2 separate regions of the Capsicum annuum genome follow, and region 2 is linked to region 1. Evidence: chromatin contacts called from public Hi-C data. All regions are on one chromosome and are shown on one strand. Each heading gives the region's core, a stretch centred on a gene start, on an enhancer-like site or on the middle of the called end of the contact. The rest is flanking DNA. Distances are from core to core; before and after follow the strand shown.

Region 1 (6,467 bases), core at 2,020-4,519:
TTTTTTTCTAAAAATACATGTTAAGAAATTTATGCTTTTCTTAAATGTGTATGAAGCTTTAATATTTCATGTTAAATTACTTATTTTGTTCCAAATTCTATAAAATGTGGATAGTCCCATTTTTTGTTAGAAAAAATCACCATCAAAAAAATGTGAAAAAGTATTACTCGTATTTTTCATTATTTTGTATCATTAATATTTGGAGAGTTAAATTCTATTTTTAAAAAATTAAATTTTAATATTTTTAGCTATATATAAAAAAATAATTTCTTATTTAATAATTAAGCATGCACTAAGTTAGACAGGGAATATCAAGATACTTTAATTACCTATCCATGATAAATTTGTTAGGAAAAATAAACATTTCTACAAAATAGAAAGACAATAAATCCTTGGATCAATTTTGAATTTGATTGTATAAATAATTTTTATGGTATCACTATCTTTTTTTCATGAATCATCACTTTTGTAGTATTTAATAAGTCCAAATAATTGTTCAAATTTATCAAAATGGAGAAAGTTTGTAGAATAATTAAAATTTAAATTAGGGATAAAATTGATGAAAAAATTGATGTGAGGACTACCAAAATGTCAAATTCTCTCTTGTGTATAGTAATGATTGTGGCACAAAAAGAAAGTTGAAGATTTCGTTATTTTGAAAAATAGTAGATATTTCTAGAAATATTTTGGCGAAGAGAGAATATTTTTGGAATGAGTTTAATGAATGTTGAAAAGTCGATTTTACCCTTGATCGTCCTTGAACTCATCTTTCTATATAATAAAAAAAATATCTAATAAAAATATAGTAATATATAATGAAATAATTGATTCTTACATATACAAACATTATTTTATATATTTTATTTAGATCAATGTTAGAAAGGAGATATAGCAATAACAGGACCTTCCAATAACTCCAATAACTTACCATCCAACAACATTATCAGCCTTATCATGTCCATTTGGATACAGCAGGCTAACCAATTGTTCGCAAGACTCAAAATGGATCACCAGCTATTTTCGAGTTCGGAGCCTAAAAGAAAAGTTTTTTTATTAAAAATTTTAAAGTGGCATATCAAAATTGAAAAATATCAAAATGGACAAGGGTAACACAGGTGATTACCTTGTCCATTAAAAGTTAACGCCCGTTTGGTTACATGCTAAAATGCAAGGTAAAATTGTGATTTTACAATGGACCCGCTTACCTTATTTTTTGACTGAAAAAGTTAGTTTTCTATTAGACATCTTGACACTATTAAGAACGACATCGAACTATGTCGGAAAACTAAAAAGACGATGAAGATGTTGAAAAGGAAGAAGAAGTATACAAAATCCAATTTTCACAATAAAAGAGAACTTGGAACTCAAGAACAAATCTAAATTAGTTTAGGACCATACTTAAACATTACACCACGGAATTGCTTTTTCGCAGTAATAGGTCCACCAACAGAAACACAGTCAGCATCACCGAAAGCGGCGATCGATTTTTCTATTAGGCATGTTGACACTATTAAGAATGACCACGAACTATGCCAGAAAATAAAAAATACGATCATGACGATGTTGAAATAGAAGAAAAAGAAGAAGTTGACAGATCCATTGATTAAGAAAAATAGAAAACGTAGATAAGAGTCGGCAAAAGAATCATCGGTTTGATTTTGTGAGAAAGATAGGTAAATATCAAGTCAGACATATTGACCATCTTGCCCTCAATAATGTATATATTTACACCTTTGCCCTTGATCGTCCTAACATTACCTCTTCTATATAGTAGTAAATATATATATATATATATATATATATATATATATATATATATATATATATAAAATAAAAATCTAGTAATATATAATAAAATAATTGATTCTTACATATACAATCATTATTTTATATGTTTTGTTTAGATCAATGAAATTCATATAAGTATATTTTAACTTATTAGTTATTGTGATTTATAATACTTTCAATGTAATTTTTAAATATAATAATGAATTAAAAAGAAAGTACAAAATTAACCGATATAAGAATATTATAATTTGTTAATTATTGTGTTTATAATAATTTTTTTAATTATCGTAATTTATAATTTTTTTATTTAATTTTCAAATGTATAATGAAATTAAAAACAAGTAAAATAAGTAATTAAAACAGAAAATATTACTAAATTTTTTGAAGTAGTATGTAGAAAAAATAATAATAAATCAGGAATGATATAGTAAAATTATGGTTGAAACAGTTGAAACAGACATGTCGATCATCAGCTGCCCGCAACTTTATTGTGACTGGTATGTAGGAGAACAATTTTATATATGACATAATTGTCATGTAATTATTTATTTAACATTTAAACTTCTATAATTAATTAAAACTATTAGATATTAAAATCTTTCCTTGTTTTTTTTAGAAACTCCAAATATTTAGGGATATAAATCGAATAGAATTCTACTTATATAAATTTCCTTATTTCAGAATTGTTTCAACATGAAAAAAAATTATGCAATAATTATTTAACCAAAATATAAATCTTAGTACTGGAAAATTAAAGCTTCTTTTGATTATTCAAATAGTGAGGAAGTATGCAATAATTATTTAACAAAAATATAAATCTTAGTACTGGAAAATTAAAGCTTCTTTTGATTATTCAAATAGTGAGGAAGGGAAGCCTTTATAGTGAAGTTGTTGCCATGTGACAAGAGGTTGCAAAATTCAAGGTAAGCTTGCATCCGTTAGATCCTTGTGATTCGACCTTTCTCCAAACCCGCACATAATGGACACTTTGGTACACCGGGCCGTTAAGGTCAAACCATTCTAGCTGATATATTATAGGCCCAAAATATGAGCTTTTCGGCCTTTCCACTTTTCTGCACTCTCACAGAAGGTAACTCTTCAACAGATACGCTTTGTTAATTTGGCTGCAGTGTAAAACCACCACCTTTTTCACTGAAGCTATAAATCTTTCTCCAAAGATTGTGTCTGCGTTGAAGAGCGATGGAGTGGCAAGCCTTACGTTAGAATCCTAGTGAAAGGACAAATTTATTCTGGGATAAGGTTCTCCCTCCCCTACTAGTAGTTCTCGATCGAGAGCGACTTTTCTTCGCTCTATTCCCCAGGCTAAGCGGATAGTAGAGTAAAATGTTGAAATTTCTTTAGCAACTACAACAACATTTTCAACATTTTAGTATCTATAACCAATGGACACAACTTATCACGCATGGACGGAGGAGGCTTGGAGAAGTAATAATATTTGGACGTAAGGTTGAATAGAACAGAATGTACCATGTGAAAGCAACTTGCAATAGTAAAATAACCAAGCCGACATATAAAGCATTTGGACTCATCAATTATCATCCACATGTGGATGCAAAATTTAAAATCTTCAGCTTGTTGTCTACAGTTGTTAATAACCTAATTGGTCTAATGGTCAATAACCAAAACACCCACTGAGCATACCATTCATGGGCCCTAAACATGCTTGAATGGTTGCCATCATCCTCCAGAACATAAGAGTTCCTTGGAGGCGAAAGATGAAGCAAACCTCAACTCATGTGAAGCCTTATTCACATAGCGCATTCTTAGCTTAGTAGACACCTCCCATTAAAGAAGAAAGTTCATCAATGGACCAAAGGTCCACAGCATTTTCGCCACCCTGAGATGCATCTGCGTTAAGGAAAGCATCAACTGATACATCCCAATTTGCTTCCGGATATGGGGTGTGAAAGAACTTCATCTGGGATTCAAAAGCTGGAAATTCTTCAGGTGGCTTGTTAGCAGTGTTTCCATCATCGGGCACCAAATTGTTGGAACAAGATTTTAGGTTCACCTCCACATCGGCACCTTCAACAAATTGAGTTTCATCACATTCTATAGCAGCTGACAGAACAGATGATATTTCTGGAGTCCTGGAACACGTTTCTCCCCAACCAAAGTCGGAGGGGTCAAATGAGTTACTTCCTTGGTCAGAATTGAAGTAAACACCAGCAGCAGGTGGAGGGACATATGAGTTAGGTCCCATATTTACAGTAGTAGTGCGCAAAACTTTATAGCCATACAGTTTTTTCGTTTTCTCTTCAAAAAAGCCCAGGTTGTTGCAACATCCATCAGTCAAATTCATTAACGCGGTGTCGGACAGAACTGGGTTGGAACTCTCATCAGAAAGAACCTTCTCAGGATTTACCTTAGCAGCTTGCCTTGGGGCAGGAACTGGAGCTTCATCAGGAAAGTTTACCTTAGCTTTATTGCCTCTGATCCTCCGAGCTTCAACATCATAAGCTCTGGCAGCTTCTTCTGCAGTACTGAAAGTTCCGAGCCAGACGCGGACTCCCTTCTGTGGATCACGTATTTCAGCTGCCCACTTACCCCAAGGACGCTGTCTGATTCCCCGATACTGATTCTTCCTCTTTCTCTTGGAAGACTTCTCAATTTCCTTGTTTGAATCAACAGAATTCAATGATTTGGATCCTTCCACATATGAAATAAAATAAGTGCCTCACTCATCCACAATAGCACCACAATTTGCAAGAAGCAATCCATCACCACAATGACATAACAATGAATAAGAAATTGAGAAACCCAGAGAAACAACGTGCACATAACATGTTCCATAATTGCTTACAATATTATCAAGCCAAGTTCTCCCAAAATTTTCCCGGTATCTTGATCGAACTACACTAATAAAGAACATGTTCCTTAGTCTCATTTACACGAAACTTAGAAAAGAACACAGCAAGCTAAGACCTTAGATTTTTACTGTAGGCATCATGTAGCCAAACCCAACAGGCAGAGGAATCATAATCCGGGGAACCTGCTCTGCGAGTACCTATTTCAAAACCAAATTGTGTTTGAACAGAGACTTCTAATCCAAATAAACAGATCACATGAATCTTGATAATCTAACAAAAGAATTTGAAGAATTTGTTAGATTAAGCAAACCATCAAATTGGGCTAAGAAGAAACTCAAATACAACTGAAGCTAGCTAAAATCTTAGATCCATACCCAGCGTCCCAGCCATATAGTTATGTTTACAGTCACGACACACCATGAAACTTTCATACACCAAATAAGAACTTACTATAGAGCCCTAAAGAAATTAAGGAGCATCTTCTATCTGAATTTTTTTTCTATATTTCCAGTTAATAATGGAGAAAATAGCATCTTGGCTTCTTGTTCGACACTCCAGATAAAGTCATCTTCTTTGCTTAGATGAGCAGCCATCAACATAAATTGAATACCAATAATTTCAATAAAACTAATAATTTGGACCCATTTCAAGCTAAATTCAGCATTTTTGGCAAAAACAGGAAAAGCATTCCAAGCCCAAAGAATAGTCATATGCTAAATGCAAATGGAATACCAATATTTTCGACTTAAGTAGCATTTCATGCTAAATTCAACTTTTCTGACAGAACCAAACATCTCCAAGCCCAAAGAATAGCCAATAGTCGAACTAACTCAAGTGAAGAATAAATGAATATAAGAAAAAATTTACCCAATAACAACATAGCAGAACCTCAGAAATGCTCAAACTTCAGCCCGAAGAAGAAAAAGATCCATCCAACCCAGAAATAAGACAAATACCACACTTTATTCCAAATTTGAAACTAGTTAAGATACACTATATTAATCCTCAATATATCTATTTCACTCCACTTGAGTAAATTTCATTCACAGAAAACAAAAAAAACTTTTAAGATGTACTCCCACCCCAATCTTTTTTTGGATGATCATGGTGTAAGAGATGCAAGAGGTTGGAAATATTGGGGGCGAAAAGAGGCAGAGGTAAGCCGAAGAAGTATTAGGGAGAGGTGATTAGACGGGATATGACACATATTCAACTTACTCAACTTACTGAGGACATGACTTTAGATAGGAGGGTATGGAAGTCGTGGATAAGGTTAGAAAGTTAATAAACAGTTCAACTTTGTCTTAGTATTAGCCTATTCTTGTAATTGGCTTGGTGGTAGTGTAGAGCACCGGGTTTGTCGTAGTATTAGCCTATTCCTATAGCCTTAGGACTTTGGTATCTGATATCATATGTTGTTTATAACATTTAGGTGATCGCACCTTTTTGTTGATGCTACGGTTCTTTGTATATATGCTTAGCTCTGCTTAGATATTAGTTGTCATGTTTCTCTCGTCATACCTTTTTTTCTTTTTAATTACTGCTTTGACATGCTTTATTTGAGTTGAGGGTTTTTCGGAAATAGCATCTCTACCTCCAAGAGGTAGTGGACTAGTGGTAAGGCTTGCATAGACTCTACTCTCCCCAAGCCCCACTCTTTGGGACATCCCACTAGGTATGCTGTTATTGTAATCGTGGTGTACAGGTCAGCTTTCGCACATCAACTACTTCCACGAGATACCTACCACCTTCTACCAGCAACAGGTGCTAGGCAATTTTATCAACTGAGGCTACGATAAATGGGAAAATCATTGCAACCGATTTCATTGACAACTAAGCCACATTCTT
Region 2 (6,467 bases), core at 2,409-4,908, 46 kb before region 1:
GTTGAAATTTGCATTTATTTACTGCAGTAAGTTATCTATGTTTAGGGTGTGGTGCGGGTTTTTTCTAAATCCGCAAATTTAAAAGCCGCCCCGCATCACCTTTAAAGCCGCATAAATTCGCCCCACACTCATACCCGCGCATACCTGTACCGCACCGCCCCACGTTTTTGTTTTTGTTTTTTTGTTTTTTGAAAAATTTATAACTCCGTTGAAAACCATAATATTTCCAAATCTGCAATTAGAAAGTAGTAACAACCTATTTCTATTATATCATTTTTACCAAGAATTGACAAGAAGTATCATGTATACAAGCAATGATCAAATATAGATTTTCATTTATAAGATAAATCAAGAAATTAAAATTAGTGATCAATCAGTTTATCTGATTATTTAAGTCCTTGCTATAAGGAAAAACAACTTGTGTTTGATATTTTGTGTTATAAAATTGTTATACCGATTTCAAAAGAAAAGTTATGAAACTATTTATTTGGAGCATTATACATGTCGTATTAAGTATGACAAAATTTTAAGTAAAGAATACATATAATTTTAGGTAGATTCACGAGAATAATACTAATTTTAGCTTCTATACTAATTTTAGCTTCTTCTTTTTTTTTTTGGTTTAAACCCGCATATATCCGCAACCCGCCCCGCACTGCATCATTTTAAAAAGATTTACTCCAACCCGCCCGCTCTCCCACATAGTCTAAAACTCGCACCGCCCCGCACCTGCACCGCCCCATTGTCATCCCTACATTTTAATCCATAATGGCTACCTATTTTAACCCGTCAGGACTACCATTTTCAACCCATGCTTATTTTGAATGCATAGGGCTATTTTCAATAAATTCAGACGTCAAACAACAGTCTCTCTTTGAATGCCCCAGAAAATTTCACTAACAAAACTTATCAAATTTGGTTAGTGAAAATGAAATCATACTTTATAATCTATGTCATATTTGTTGTTGTGATGGAAGAAAAATACTTGCAACATCATTTTGTAAATCCTACAATTGTCCAAATAAAAACACTTTCTAAAGAGATTCTACACAAGACAATGTCATGGAAGATGTTTTTTAAGCAGAAAACCCAAGGAAGAAAAAGAAAGAAAAAGAGGAAGATTGATATCCAAAAAATGTGCAAGTTCAAAAATAACCATGAAAAATTTAGCATCAACTGCCAGAAGAAAACTGAGGAGCAGCAGTTTTTAAATTGCAATAACTAAAGCAAAGAGGAGTGTTGAAATTTTGCATTTAGTTACTGCAATAATTTTTAGTCCAATAAGTTATCTATATTTAGGGTGAATTTGAATTTTGAATTTTAGTTAGGTTGTTTAAGATGTTAGAGATGTTTTTGTTTGTTTGAATTTTGAATTATGCAGTTTGTTATTGTAAGTTCACAATTTAAAGCCCCGTACGCTTAAGAAGATTGTTGAAAGTTATTGAAAGTCATTTCAATCCATTGAGAGTCATTTAAACCCCTTTTTTGCGGCCTACGGATACTGCTAGGGGATAGAGTCAAAATTGAAGTAGGTCCTTATGATTCAATCAAAGGGCGTATTATTTATACATGGGAAGCTAATCTTGTTGATCAAAGCTAGGTTTCGATCTTCATCCATAAAGTAGTTTAACTTTTTTAGCTAATCTTGTTTATCAAAGCTATGTTTCGATCTTCATCCATAAAGTAGTTACACTTTTTTAGGAGAGAAAAATTTCCAGACAAAACATAAAGCATACACAACTTAGTACTTACTCTTCATCTGACAGAAATGGCCCACCATCAAAATAATCACCTAGAAACAGAATTACATCTGGTTCGGAAGGTAAAATAGATGACAGGAATGCCCTGCGCATATACAAATCTGTATAGAACTGAGCAGCTTCAAGTGCAAGGGATTTCGGGGCAAGACGAAGAGAGGTTCTATCCATGAGCTGTCAAAATATAAAATATGTTGTGAATATGAAATCAAAATGTCAAAGCACACAACATATAAAGATAAGCACAGTAAAGTCACCACTATTTTCAGAAGGAATACCTGAGGATCAGTCAAAACAGCAATTTTCACATAGTCACGTTGATGATCTACCCCATCCGTCTAAAATCAAGGGGGAAAAAGTGTTAGCATGCCTGAGTGTCTTAGTATGTATTTTTAGCACACACCAAGTAGGAAAAGCTGTTAGTATAGTTTTTGAAGTATCTAGTATACGAAGTCCACCACTTATACATGTACTTATAAGTTATCCACCACTTACACATGTAATAATAAATTAGCTTTCCCATAGATTTCTTTCATTTTCATTTTAATTATCTAAGAATGCCAGCCCCTTGTTAGATCTGAATTAATCAGGGGCCTTTGATAGACTTGTATTCTCAATGAATAAGCAAGACTGCAAGTAGCATAAATGCAATAGGAAGCAGTGCGCAAGCATAAAACGAAAGGCCAACTATCTTCTACTCCGTCCGTTTCATATTATTTGGCCCCTGTTAACCTGCCACATCCCTTAAGAAAGCTTTAGTTAGAGATGTATTTAACTAAACTTACGTTATTAATAATGCTTTGAAACTCTAAGTTTGATTACTACTACTTTATGTAGTTATTTAATACTAAGGGTGGAAAGGAAACTGAAGATGATGACAGTTGACAAGGTTGAGTTCAATTGCATACACTAATTCACAGATAAAACTGGAAGAACAAATTCTTCTCTATTGGTCAACGCAGTCAATGCTGAGTAATTCCTGATCTGAATAAATCTATAACTGATTCCCACAGCAGATTAACAAAATGGGAACCATTTCACAATAACTAAAGCTTAATCACTATTTAACTAAAAGAAGAAAGAAAATCATTTCTTCAACATCACCACAACCCCTCAAAATCCCAGCACAATTGCAACTGAACATTGTCCATTGTCCATTTCATCCGAAAATAGAATAATATTCCACAAGATTAAAGTGTATTTTGATACATTTGACATATCTTTAATTTTTTATGACAAGATTCAAAAGTTGTTCTTAACTTTCTTAAACTTCGTGTCAAGTCAAATACGCCGAACAAATTGAAATGGAGGGGGGGGGGGGGGGGGATTCTTGAATCTAGCTCAAAGAAAGATAAAGTCAAGTGAATTCCCACTTTATCAAAGTTTGGAACTTCATCATGGAATAAGAAACATTTCATCCAAAATCAGAATAATACAGGGGGTGGGGTGGGGGGATGGTTCTTGAATCTAGCGCAACAAAGATAAAGTCAAGTGAATTCCTACATCAAATTTTGGAACTTTACCGTGGAATAATGAGAAAGAAATGATTTGGGTGGGGGTTTGTGCTTCTTGAATCTAGCTCAAGTAAAGATAAAGTCAAGTCAAGTGAATTGCTAACTTCAGCAAAGTTGGAATATTACCATGGAAGGAGGAGGAGGAGGCCAAGAACAGGAGAGAAAAGGGAGCCAAAAAGAGAACATCTCTCCATAGAGGAGAGTCAATGCCCAAATTAAGCTCAAGAAAGCTGCTAACTTCAACATCTTAGCTCATCAATTACCTACTGCTAACTCTCTCTACCTCCATTTTCTTGTAGATCCCAAAGCAAAGCACAGAGAATAGACAACTGAACAAGTTTCTATTTTTACACTTTATATTAGTTGGACTTTTAGCTAGAGCAGGTGACTTTGCTATCAATGGTGATTTCTTTTCTATTTATTCCTTTTTTCTTATTTTATTTTCAATTCGGTATTCGATATTTGCATTGAAACAAGATTATATCTTGATCGTGCATTGAAACACTCTTAACATGATTTTTTTAGTGAAAATTTGGCAATTAAGCCTCTTCAAATTTTCATTTAGCAAAATGATCTGCCCTCTTCAAGTTTTCAATTAGCAAAATGACCTATTTTTATTTTCTCATTTGTCGGATAGATAACAAATCTGTCTATATATCTGTCGGACAAATAATTGATCTTCCATATGTCAGATTGTTAGACAAATAATAAATTTGTCTCAAAAATAGATTATTTTCCTAAATAAAAAATTTTTTGGTCCATTTAATTAAAAAATACACTTAAAAAATCTATTTAACAAAGAGTTCCATTTTTTTATATCTAAATTCGAATCCGAGACGTCTTATCAAAAGGTGGAGGTACCCAACTATTCCACCACAAATTTATGTTGGCTATATATTGCTTCCGTTCACGTTTGGACAATGTTTAATTGAACATTTAAACAATTACTATTTGAAGTTTTGTTTTATGTATTCGATTAAATTTGAATTTACGAAAAGTTTAATTTACATCTTTTTCATCTTCAAGATCTTTTAATTAAGAATCAAAGGATCACAACTATTCTGTCACAAGTCATCTCAGTAGTATGTGAAGTTAGTCGAAGAAGCTTTATGAGTAAATACTCAATATCATACTCATATTACATTGAAATATTGCTCAAACAAGTTTTTCAACTTCAATGTTATATTTCAAGCTAAACTTAAAACGCTGAATAAATGGTAAAATAAATTAATTTGGAAATAATAGTTCAATATTTACAAGAATTACTTGGTTTATGTTCAAAGGCCTTAGCCTAGTAGATCGGTCTTAATTAAATGTTGATTTCTTAGATCTTAGAAAGTATAACTGTATCACTTGGGAAATCTGTATCACTTTATTACTAAAACTTAAGTGAACAATTACAGATAATTTATTTTTTTAAAAAAAAAAAAAGACTAACTGAACAATTACAGATAATTTATTTATTTTTAAAAAAAAAATGTTGACTTCCCATTCAATAGTATCAAGACCCAGTAGATGAAGAGAATTGTTGCAACATTTTGATTCATTAGAAAATATCGAACATTTACTTTTACTCTTTAGTATTTATTTGTTGGTGCATCATATATTAATTTTTCTACTAAAAAAAATACACATATTATATAGTGATAGTAATAATTTTAGTATGTGTTGTCATAAAAGATTTTTCATCTTGAATGAATTGTTTTTAGAAGATTACTAATAAGACGGAAAGCACACACCAGATCGTCAACATGTCTATTTCAGCTGTGTACTTTACTTAGTATAGAGTTAATTGGCTTGGTGGACAATGTTTGTTATTTTATGTTGCACGTCTGTGGTTCGAGACTCTGTACCAATTTTTAATTTTTCTAAAAATTATACAAATACACAACTTGTATTTTCAATATTACAAAAAATCCCAACTCCCTAAACCTATTACAAAAATCCCAACATATACACAAAATGTTATGTTTATGTCGGCTATGTTATGTATATTAATGGGGAGAGAGAGTAAAGTAATTAAAAAAGTGGGAGAGAGTGTAATTACTTTCAAAAGGGTTGGTATTTATGTTATCTATACTTAATTTTTGCATATGCAGCTGCTGCTGCTTATTGGGCTCACATTGTTGTTGTTTATTTAATGGGCCCAATTTTTGCATATGCAGCTGTTGCTGCTTATTAGGCTCACATTGTTGTTGTTTATTTAATGGCCCACATTAGTTTTCACCAATTCTTTTTTTTTCGGTAAATAGGGGAGATTTGCATTAATAAAAGAGTTTTTTACAAGAGAAACAGCCTAGCCAGGCTCAAAATAGTAAACACTGGGCATTGAATGCCCATTACAATTTGTAGCTCGTGGGAAGGACTTGCCCGTAAAGTCCTCCCAAAAGATTACTCTTACATTAACAGGCGGAGTTACAAAAATATGCATTTTATCCAAAAACTTTTGCTTTGATCCCTGCTTAGCCATCCAATCCGCTACTCTATTCTGTTTCCGATATGTGTGGTAGACCGGAGAATTCCCCAAGCTCCTTAGTAGAGACCTGCATGCATAAATAATTGAATCATATAGCAAGTTTCCCTGGTACAACATGTTAATTATTTTCATAGAGTCAATGCTCACATCTAAGGGTTGCAAGTTGTGATCCAAAGCTAGTTGGAAACCCTCTTTGAGAGCAAGAAGCTCTATAAGGTTGTTAGTGGCATAAGTGAAACTCTTGCTGAAGCCAAGGACACAGTTTCCTCTGCTATTCCTAAAAACCCATCCAATTCCCCCTTTCCCCGGGTTCACAAGACATGAACCATCAGTGTTCAGCTTGTAGGTGTTAGGGGTTGGGCGTAGCCACTTCACACAGGTGACATTGGCAGGGTGATGGTTTGTGGGGTTTCCCAAGTAGTGATACTCCACCGCTTCCGCATAGGGGATGCTGAAGCTAGGGGGGAGTTTTGAGTCTTGGAAGTTATAAGCATTTCTAACTTTCCAAAGGTGCCATAAGAAAAAGGATAGGAGAGTACCCCAGGGAGTGTTGGTGTCAAAGGAGTCTTTGCTAAGAGTTTTCCAAGTGGAAGACTAGTTATTAGTGTCAAACGTAGATAGGTGGAGATAGAGGTTTCCCTTATATTTATGGATAAGGTTAAGCCAAAAGGCTTTGGCAGTGTTGCAACCAAAGAAAATGTGGTGCTGGTCCTCATTATC

Evidence for each region. A called contact is a pair of places that touch in the nucleus more often than the background predicts.
Region 2: a Hi-C map of leaf shows a contact between it and region 1, with 2.0 times the contacts expected there. The contact joins the promoter of LOC107850820 here to the enhancer-like site in region 1. A contact is called at or near these places in 3 of 5 Hi-C or Micro-C datasets (leaf and placenta).

What each region holds. Positions count from the first base shown.
Region 1 is chr12:198,961,598-198,968,064 of UCD10Xv1.1, reverse strand. LOC107870840 (ethylene-responsive transcription factor RAP2-12) reads right to left here. Exons shown (of 2, transcript XM_016717507.2): 2 at 3,274-4,458. The coding sequence ends at 3,578. Among protein-coding and RNA genes, the nearest start is that of LOC107870840, 7.2 kb to the right of the region's middle. Within about 2 kb of position 3,269, at least 5 of the 5 cell types and tissues checked have an H3K27ac peak or open chromatin away from gene starts, as enhancers often do. A contact at or near this core is called in leaf, where this site is marked.
Region 2 is chr12:199,008,180-199,014,646 of UCD10Xv1.1, reverse strand. It overlaps LOC107850820, which reads right to left and starts at 3,658. Exons shown (of 13, transcript XM_016695588.2): 1 at 3,398-3,658; 2 at 2,036-2,095; 3 at 1,753-1,931. The coding sequence starts at 3,517.